Regions from separate parts of the Danio rerio genome. Here region 1 is linked to region 2. Evidence: chromatin contacts called from public Micro-C data. All regions are on one chromosome and are shown on one strand. The core of a region is the stretch at or near the end of the contact, and the rest is flanking DNA. Distances in the headings are between cores, read along the strand shown.

Region 1 (4,897 bases), core at 1,364-3,863, 45 kb before region 2:
AATATAATATAATATAATATAATATAATATAATATAATATAATATAATATAATATAATATAATATAATATTCATTTTCTTGTCGGCTTAGTCGCTTTATTAATCTGAGGTCGCTTCAGTGGAATGAACTGCCAACTTATCCAGCACATTTTTACGCAGGCTGAGGTTCAAACCAGCGACCCTCTTGCTGTGAGCCAACAGCACTACCTACTGCGCCACTGCATTGCCCATAAAATAACATAACATAACATAACATAACATAACATAACATAACATAACATAACATAACATAACATAACATAACATAACATAACATAACATAATAAATTAATGTCTTCAGGTGAAATGTTTGTTTTTAAGTGTTCATAATTTGTGTAAATCTGGTGTAAGCATCTACTAAATTAATCGAACTCACTTCAGTTGAGCCTTTATTTATTATCACCTCCGAACCAGGTTTTTTAACCAGGACTTGATAGTCAGCCAAATGTTTTAGAATATGAGGCATCAACTGTAAATACATAAATAAATAAATAAATTAAAACTAATTCCAAAATGCACTTGTCAAGGCTTGAATATTGACTAAAGTTTAAAAAAAATAATAATAAAATAACAAAACTAACAATTTACTATTTAGCCACCAGATGTCAGTATAAGCACACATTTAAATATTGCCTTGTTACAACAACCATGGAAAAACTATTTAGTAAATCCATTTTTTATTTACACTAAAGCCATTCGCCAGAATGTAAACACTGTCAACACATTTAACACACTTAACAACTCTACATAAGACCAACACACACAAAATGTTATTTGTTTTATTGACTGTTGAAATGTTTTCATTTATATTTACATAATCGCTTTTATTAATATTGCATGATGAGTACAAAGGCTATAAAAATGTGATAAGAGTATTTAAAAAAGCTGTAAAACCATCCGAAGTGACGATTGCATCACACAGCCAGCCTTATTAAACATTAAGATCAAACACCCACCTTCATAAAATATTCAATAACCCTCCCACCTCTTTCTTTTTCACTCTCTCTTTCTCTCTGTCATTAAAAGATTTCTGAAATCACTGCGAATTCTCTTAGTATCTCGGCAAAAGCATTTCCCTTTAAACCACAGATGTGTACTTTATGCTTTTATCTTTAAGATTTTTTTTATTCGTCATATCTGATGTTTACAGATTAAGCAACTAAGAAAACTGGTAACATATACTGCAAATATTTTAAAAGCCAGTTAAAAAAATACAAACAAACCTGGGAGTAATTAAACAGTTTAATGTGAAATTTTATTTTATATATTTTAGAAGTATTTTCCCCGGATTAATAAAGGGACTAAGCCAAAAAGAAAATGAAGGAATGAATGAATAATTTAAATATTCTTTTGTATAGAAAACAAAATGAAAACTGATGTGTGTGTGTGTGTGTGTGTGTGTGTGTGTGTGTGTGTGTGTGTGTGTGTGTGTGTTTGTGTGTGTTGCAGGGCATACATTGCACAATGTTTTTAAATAATGAAATAGAAATATGATTTAATTATATATTTTGTATATTATTTGTTTAAAAAAATTCAAGATGTTTATTTTTTGTAGAGCATATTACGTTGTTGTTTTTAGAAATAATGTAATATTATTATTATTTTTGTTTAATTAAAACATTTAATTGTTACTTTTGTAGAAAACATGCATAAGGGATTAATTAAAATAGTTTAATTCATTTATTCATTCATTCATTTTCTTTTCAGGTTAGTCCTACAGTATTGTTAATCTGGGGTCGCCACAGTGGAATGAACCGCCAACTTTTTCAGCATCTGTTTTACGCAGCGGATGCCCTTCCAGCTGCAACCCAACAATAGGAAACACCCATACACACTCATTCACACCCATACACTTCAGACAATTTAGCTTACCCGAGGAAACCCATGTGAACAGGAGAAGAACATCCACACAGAAATGACAACTGAACTGACCCACTCGAACCAGTGACCTTCTTGCTGTGAAGCGATCGTGCTACCCACTGTGCCATCGTGACATCCTAAATTAGAATATTGTCATGAAATTTATTGTTTGCCTCTGCTTCTTCTGACAGCTTAGCTGATATTAAGTAAAACTATGATCACCAAGTAATGTAAACTTCAATAACACAATATCACAATGAATTAATCTAAGACCTCTTTCTCTCTCTCTCTCTCTCTCTCTCTCTCTCTCATTTTTCCTGGTTTAAACAAAACATCCAAAATTCACTTTTACATTTTGTATAATTTAATTTGTACGTATAAATATATACATACACCAAACTTTAAAGATTTACTTATGTCTATAATTTGAAGGTTATTTGGGAATATTGTTATACATCATCTGACTGATTAACCTATATTATCATTATTATTATTATTATTTTATTTATTTTTAATTAGGCCTATTTGATTTTATTTTATTTTTTACCATACTCACCTGCAGTGCCTTACCTTAATTCCCCCCGTGTTTTTAACATCAACAATGTCTTTCCAAAAGCAGGTCATTCTCACTGTAGTTGTTACCACAGTAGGCTACATTGTTGCAAATCCCAGTTTCACACGGTCACATTAGTTTGTGTGTGCGCGCGCACACACACACACACACACACACACATACGGGGAGAGAAAAGAGCGGCTGCAGATCAGACTCTTTGTTATTACACACTGTCACTGATCTCCATAGACCTCACAGGACATGAAGGCTGAACTGTTGCTAGTTTCTGCGGTCTGACAGGAGGATCTGCTGTTTGTGCGGTGTGTGTGCGTGTGTGCGTGCGTGTGTGTGTTTATTTGGATGCGGTGCTGGAGGATCGTGTGCGGTGAATGCATGTATGGTGCGTCTGCCATCTGGACTCACACGCTAGCTCGCTAGCATCAGGCTAGCCGAAAATTATCAAAACATAAGTGACCGAGGAGGAATAAAATCCCGTTTCCATGGACAACACGTCCATCATTACCCAGGTAGCAAATCCAAAGGAGGAAGAGATCCTTTCTTCTTGCCAAGAAAAAGGTAAGGCGATTGGCTGTGAATGTGACTGGATGAAGGATGTTTTTGTTTTGACAGCGGAATCAACTGCGGCGTTTCTGCTGATGAAATTAATATATTTTGTTTAAATCTACTACTTCTAATATTTTTTATTATTAGTAGTAGTTGTATTGTTATTAGTATTATTTATGGATGAAAAATTAGGAGACTGCTTGACAATTCTCAGTTTATCTAGATTCACAGGATTTAGGTGGGGGTTTGAGTAAAACATTTATATATTTTGAAGCTATAAAGGTCTGTTAATATTTCTTCTTATTTTCAAATATATCTACTGTCATTTTGAAGATTTTTTTTCAGATAATGGCAATTGGTTAGCAAAACTAAATTATATTTATATATAGTGCTCAAAATGGCAATATAGGCCAGTTGTTTTTGAGTAAAACAATATTTTTTTGTCTTATTTTGTAAACATCTCTATTTCCGATCACAACAAATGAAAACATTTGACCAGTGTCATTTTCTGGAAAAGAATCAACAAATCTAAATAAATTACTGTAATATAAATTAAAAATCTATTTAAATCTTTATTATTATATATATTCATAGCAATATAAAAATAAACCTGGAAGGGCCAAATAATAACATAAAGAATGAAGAACCTTTTATGAAACTGAAATAATTTTTGGATGTGAAAAGGTTTTTCATGCATGTCAAATTTATTTTTAAGAGCGTTCTGAATATGAAAATTATGTATGGTTGCCAGTTCCTTTCTGAGAATCTTATACTGTTTCCAACCTGCTGGCCGTCTCTTTGTGGTACAGTATTAAGCAACAATGTGTTTAACATGAATGCACTGTACTTGCACACAGTTATTTTCCTAAGCATCAGAGCAAACAGTCTTAATGCTTGTGCTGGAGCCTCAATAAGCGGATCAAATTATTTAATGCCACTGAACCTTAAATCAATGCACTGTGAACTGGCTTTGCCTTACTTGCTGTTTATGGTGGTATGGAATTTTAGTATTTCTTATGCTCAGATAATGTATAATAAGGTAGTGTTTTTGATGATTTTAGACTCTCTTTAGTTATAAATGTATGTCCTCCCCGCCTTTCACATAACAATATTGTACTGGTTAGGTGTGTGGATGGTTTTCTATGTGAAAAGTCATTGTGGATGCTACAAAAACAAACAAACATTTAAAATGGCTGTAGACAAGAATTGCAGTCTATTCCACAGATTTTAATAATTAAAAAAAAACTCTTTGACTTCTTAGGTTGTTTTGAATGCCTATTGACAACTTTTTATGTGAAAGACTGAGCATTTCTGCTGGGATAATCAAAAGGATGTGACATGTACATCACCTCTTCGATTCTGACACATGAAACGAATGCTTAAAATAAAAGATAATGTTGAAAGAGTCTTTCTGTACTTTTCTGTCATGCCAAGAAAGGGGTTTTATTCAAAATATAGTCTCACAAAGCCAGATCTATAGTCTGGATTCTCCATTATACTTGATAGAACTTAATAATCATGTGCTTCATACTGTAGCTGTGTAAATTTATTTGTCATCTGTCAACATTATTGCTAAAATCAGATGCTTTTAGAGAACGCTGTTTCCATTTTTGTTGTTCATGTATTTTGTTATTAAGAAGCAAATTAGCAGCACATGTTTACATTCTTATCCAAATGTTGCTTTCAGCAGTGTGAACAGCACCTGGATGTTTGTTGTCTTCATATAACCATTTGCTTTAAAGGTATTTCAAGAAGTGTTGCTAGTAGTAAGGGTCTCTGTACTAATTGACTTCATTTTACTTCATTTATGACTTGGTATAAAAAGTGTGTTTTAAGTCAATTGTAAATAATAGAGTTATTTCAGATTTGCTGTTTGTAACGG
Region 2 (4,710 bases), core at 682-3,181:
GGGATGTGTATGACTTAGCTTGCGTCTTTGAATAAGTGAGAGTGTGTTCCGGCCCCTTAGGCAAGTCCATCTGCCTCCCTTAGGTCAGGCTTAGTAAAGGACGTCTCTTTCCCATTTCTGGCAGAGCGTCTACAGAGGCAGCTTGTGTTTAGGCAGCATGATTTGGCAGTGAAGCCAATTTGAGGGACAGTCACTTTAACGCAGTGCTGTGATCGCTGTTTCAAGGTTATCCAAAAGCACCAGATCCCAGTACATCATTTGGGATTGATATTGGACAACAACAGAAGAATCTCCAGAGCATGTTGTGCCCCGTTGGATTGTGGACCATAGCTTTTGATTATTACTTCAAATGTCTGGCTGATATGATAAGCATGCATCTTTTATCCTCTGCTGAACTGCTTGTTTGGCCTCTTCTCCTTTTATGTATTTATCTGTATTGTGTTTTTTCCAGCCTCCAGCCAAATACATTTTGCCTGAGGTCAGCATTAATGATTACGGCAAGAACTGTGTGGTCATTGACCTGGACGAGACCCTTGTGCACAGCTCCTTCAAGGTACTTATTCTCTCACATAAACTAAAATACTAACATCTTTGCTATGATATTTTATGTGTGAATAAAGGGGATGTTAAATCTAATATTCACCTTTTTGTATGGAATTACTAAATCGTTGTTTCCTCATGTTAATCAGTTTCTTCTATATTATATGACAAGATTTTTAAAAATATGTATTTTTAACTATAGTTATGTTTCAAAACCTAATTAGCTGCTTGCATGAGGATTCTTTTGAAGAATCACATTTTTTTATTTTTTTATTTTGTATAATAAAGATCTTGCATGGAGGAGGAAACCCCTGAATTTATTTGAGTTTAGTATATTTAGAAAATGCTAAAAATATATATATTTTCCATTAAAAATACAGTAGAAACCATATATATATATATATATATATATATATATATATATATATATATATATATATATATATATATATATATATATATTTTATGTTACTCTTACAACAAAGATCAATGACAAGACTTTTTTTATGGAGAAGCAAATCTCTGAAAGCATTACAATATGACATGGTGGAGAAAGCAGGCAGTGTTGATTATTAATCTGTGTTTTTCTGTCTACTAATAGAATATAGAAGTTACCATTTATTTGTCTGCTTTGTTTGTTTTTTATTCCTAAAAGAGTGTATAAATCAAGTCTCCTACACAAAGCATTGTTTGTATGGAGTTTCTGTGTATGTGAAGCCATTTCAAACTAATCACTTTTGAGGTTTCATTTCACTTACAGTTCTCCATGAAAAGACAGCTGTCTTAGTATACACAGTAATCTCAGTCTTCATTAATAGATGAAAAAGTATAAATTCAGAGGGTTTTAATTGGCCTGATGATTTGCTGCCACAACAAAAGCCATGATAACAGACTGTATTGGCAGATCTTTGAGACCGTTGGGGTGGATTTTAAGTCCCAGATGAATTAAATCCTCTTCAGTGATTAAATGTTTGTCTGGTCCCTAGAAAGTAGTGCTTCAGGGAGCCACCTGCTGAGTGTAGTGACCCACTTCTCTGCATCTTGGTTTTAGGCTGCTTTTTAAGTCATACGTACACACACTCACACACACATATGGTCAAATAAACAACTTGACTGCACACAATCAGCTCAGATTTACATATATATACAGGCATCCAGCTTAATGCATACATGTCTCGCACAGCTGGATGAATCCTCGCTCCCAAGAGAGAATGACTGTGACAGATAGTGAATGTGTTTGCTCTAAGACTAATAACTATGTTTTGGTAAAGCAAAGCCTGTCCTCCTTTAAAATGTCTGCCTGGCAGCTCCTGTTTTTGCTCAGAGACGAGAGAAAGGCGGCGACTGAGAGAAAGAGGCCCAGAGAGAGGGATGCATGCCTTTGTGCGCGTTCACAACCTCGCACACACACACACACAAATACACCCACCCTGACATCAAAACACACTCGCGCTCACATGTTACATTGAAAAAGGTATGCTCACAGTTACACAACAAAGATTTGATGGTGGCCGTACTTGTTTACAATGTATTTTGATACTCGTGATTATTGCGTATATGTATATTTTTTACATTTATGAATTGACTAAATTAAATCTTTGGCATTTACACAATTACTTTACTTACATTTACAAAATAAAGCTGCAAAATGGAATAAAATATAAACAACGTTACTTTTTAATGTTTCATTTTATATATTACTGTTCAATATAGTCAGGGTGCTTTTTAAAATAGCTTTTTAACAATCAAATAAATAAACAACTGGACGTACATTTGCTTTAAAAAGGAATTGGTGAGAAATTGCGTTTAAAACAGATTGTTTGAGGTTTATAAGAACATATCTGATCATAAAGAGTTAAAAACCTCTTTGGAATAAATGGTATTTAGTTGCTCAAAATGTCTAAAAATATATACACTACCGGTCAAAAGTTTGGGGTGATTCTTTATTAATGTTTTTTTTTTTAAGAAAATGATTCTGTTCATCAAGGTGGCATTAAATTAATGTAAAAATTATTTACAATTTTAAATAATTGCTTTCTTATTGTATGTAGTTTCAAATGAAAATATTACTCCAGACATTATTGATTTTATTACTATTACCATTAATAAAATTATTACAATAGTAATAAAAATTAATATTAGAGTGATTTCTGAAGGATCACGTGACTCTGAAGACTGGAGTAATGAAGCTGAAAATTCAAGTTTAAAATCACTTGAATAAATTATTAAATGAAATTATAAACCACTTTTCGTTATTTTATAGTGAAATAACATTTCACAATTTTACAATTTTGACTGTATTTTTAATTTTAAAAATGCAGTCTTGGTGAGCAGGAGAAGCTTATTCTAAAGCATTTAAAAATCCTACTGACCACAAACTTTTAACTGGTAATGTATTTTTAATTAAAACATATCTATCGCTTAGTTTTTTAAAGTTAATGGATTAATTTTACCTGCATTATTGTTCTTTTACACACCACAATATATATGTTTCAGTTTCCAACTGTTTGTAAACAGGTGTACAAGTATGTGTTTGGTAACAAAATCCAGTCTCAAAAAAGGCGTTTTTCTATAATATTAAACGCCTTTAAAAAATGAAATGCCTTTTTTACATCTTTAAATAAATTGCCTCTTTTTTAGAGCTTTTTGCTGTAATTGTACTTTACTTTTCTGCATTTTTTTCTTTTGCATCACTGCAATCTTTATTCTCAAATAAATTCTATAATCTCAAATAAATACTCAAAGTAAGCATATTTATTATTTATTATTATGTGGTAAGGAACCATCATTTAAAAAAAAATAAAACTTTACAACTTTATGTATTTGTTTATAAATTGAATTGCTTGGTTTATATATATATATATATGTATATATATATATATATATATATATGTATATATATATATATATATATGTATGTATATATATATATATATATATATATATATATATATATATATATATATATATATATATATATATATATATATATATATGTATATATATATATATATATATATATATATATATATATATATATATATATATATATATATATATATATATATGTATGTATGTATGTATGTGTATGTATATATATATATATACATATATATATATATATATATATATATATATATATATATATATATATATATATATATATATATATATATATATATATATATATATATATATATACAGTTGAAGTCAGAATTATTAGCCCCCCTGTTTAATTTTTCCCCTATTTCTGTTTAACGGAGAGATACAATTTTCAACACATTTCTAAACATAATAGTTTTACTAACTCATTTATAATAACTGATTTCTTTTATCTTTTCCATGATGACAGTAAATAATATTTTACTAGATATTTTTAAGACACTTCTATACAGCCTATAGTGATATTTAAAGGCTTAACTAGGTTAATTAGGGCAACTAAGCAGGTTATGGTAATTAGCCAAGTTATAGTATAACAATAGTTTGTTCTGTAGACTATCAAAAAAATATATAGCTTAAAGGGGCTAATAATTTTGACCTTAAAATGGTTTATAAAAAATTAAAAACTGCTTTTATTCTATCCGAAATAAAACAAGAAGAAAAAATATTATCAGACATACAGTGGAAATTTCCTTGCTCTGTTAAACATCATTTGGGCAATAATTTAATAAAAAAGATAAAAAATTCAAAGTGGGGCTAATAATTCTGATTTCAACTGTATATGTACAGGTCATTACACAAACAAATTACCCAAAGAATTTTAGAATTTATAGAGTTATTTATTAATCATTTTGCAAATATCAGTTTAAAAGCAATGGGAGACATTAAATTGGGCATAATGTTTGTGTGTGTACTATCTCCAAAATCTCAAACTGTACTGCACTTTCTAAGAGTTCATTCTTTCATTAACATGGCAGTGTAAGCTTGTGATAAGTCTTTAAGATGAATATAGATTTGGGTTGTAAATGATGTATACAGTATCAGATTTATATCATAATAGGATTCAAAATATTAAATTCTGTAGCAAATAAATTACAATGCAGAATCAAATGGATCACACACTCCTCCTGCTGGCCATATTATGAACTAATAATATGTACATCAGCCTACTGTTAAAACTGATCTGGAGTCAGTTCTTTTATTAATGTTTTAAACCTGAAAATATAACAT

Evidence for each region. A called contact is a pair of places that touch in the nucleus more often than the background predicts.
Region 1: a Micro-C map of caudal fin shows a contact between it and region 2, with 6 times the contacts expected there. The contact joins the promoter of ctdspla here to the enhancer-like site in region 2. A contact is called at or near these places in 6 of 18 Hi-C or Micro-C datasets (caudal fin, embryo, hematopoietic stem cells and 2 more) and 2 of 4 datasets of contacts at active chromatin or transcription factors (caudal fin and embryo).

What each region holds. Positions count from the first base shown.
Region 1 is chr24:24,401,945-24,406,841 of GRCz12tu, reverse strand. It overlaps ctdspla (CTD (carboxy-terminal domain, RNA polymerase II, polypeptide A) small phosphatase-like a), which reads left to right and starts at 2,613. Exons shown (of 7, transcript NM_001045447.2): 1 at 2,613-3,027. The coding sequence starts at 2,952.
Region 2 is chr24:24,356,727-24,361,436 of GRCz12tu, reverse strand. It overlaps ctdspla (CTD (carboxy-terminal domain, RNA polymerase II, polypeptide A) small phosphatase-like a), which reads left to right. Exons shown (of 7, transcript NM_001045447.2): 3 at 452-553. Among named protein-coding and RNA genes, the nearest start is that of mir26a-3, 16 kb to the right of the region's middle. Within about 2 kb of position 1,931, at least 34 of the 62 cell types and tissues checked have an H3K27ac peak or open chromatin away from gene starts, as enhancers often do. A contact at or near this core is called in caudal fin and skeletal muscle, where this site is marked.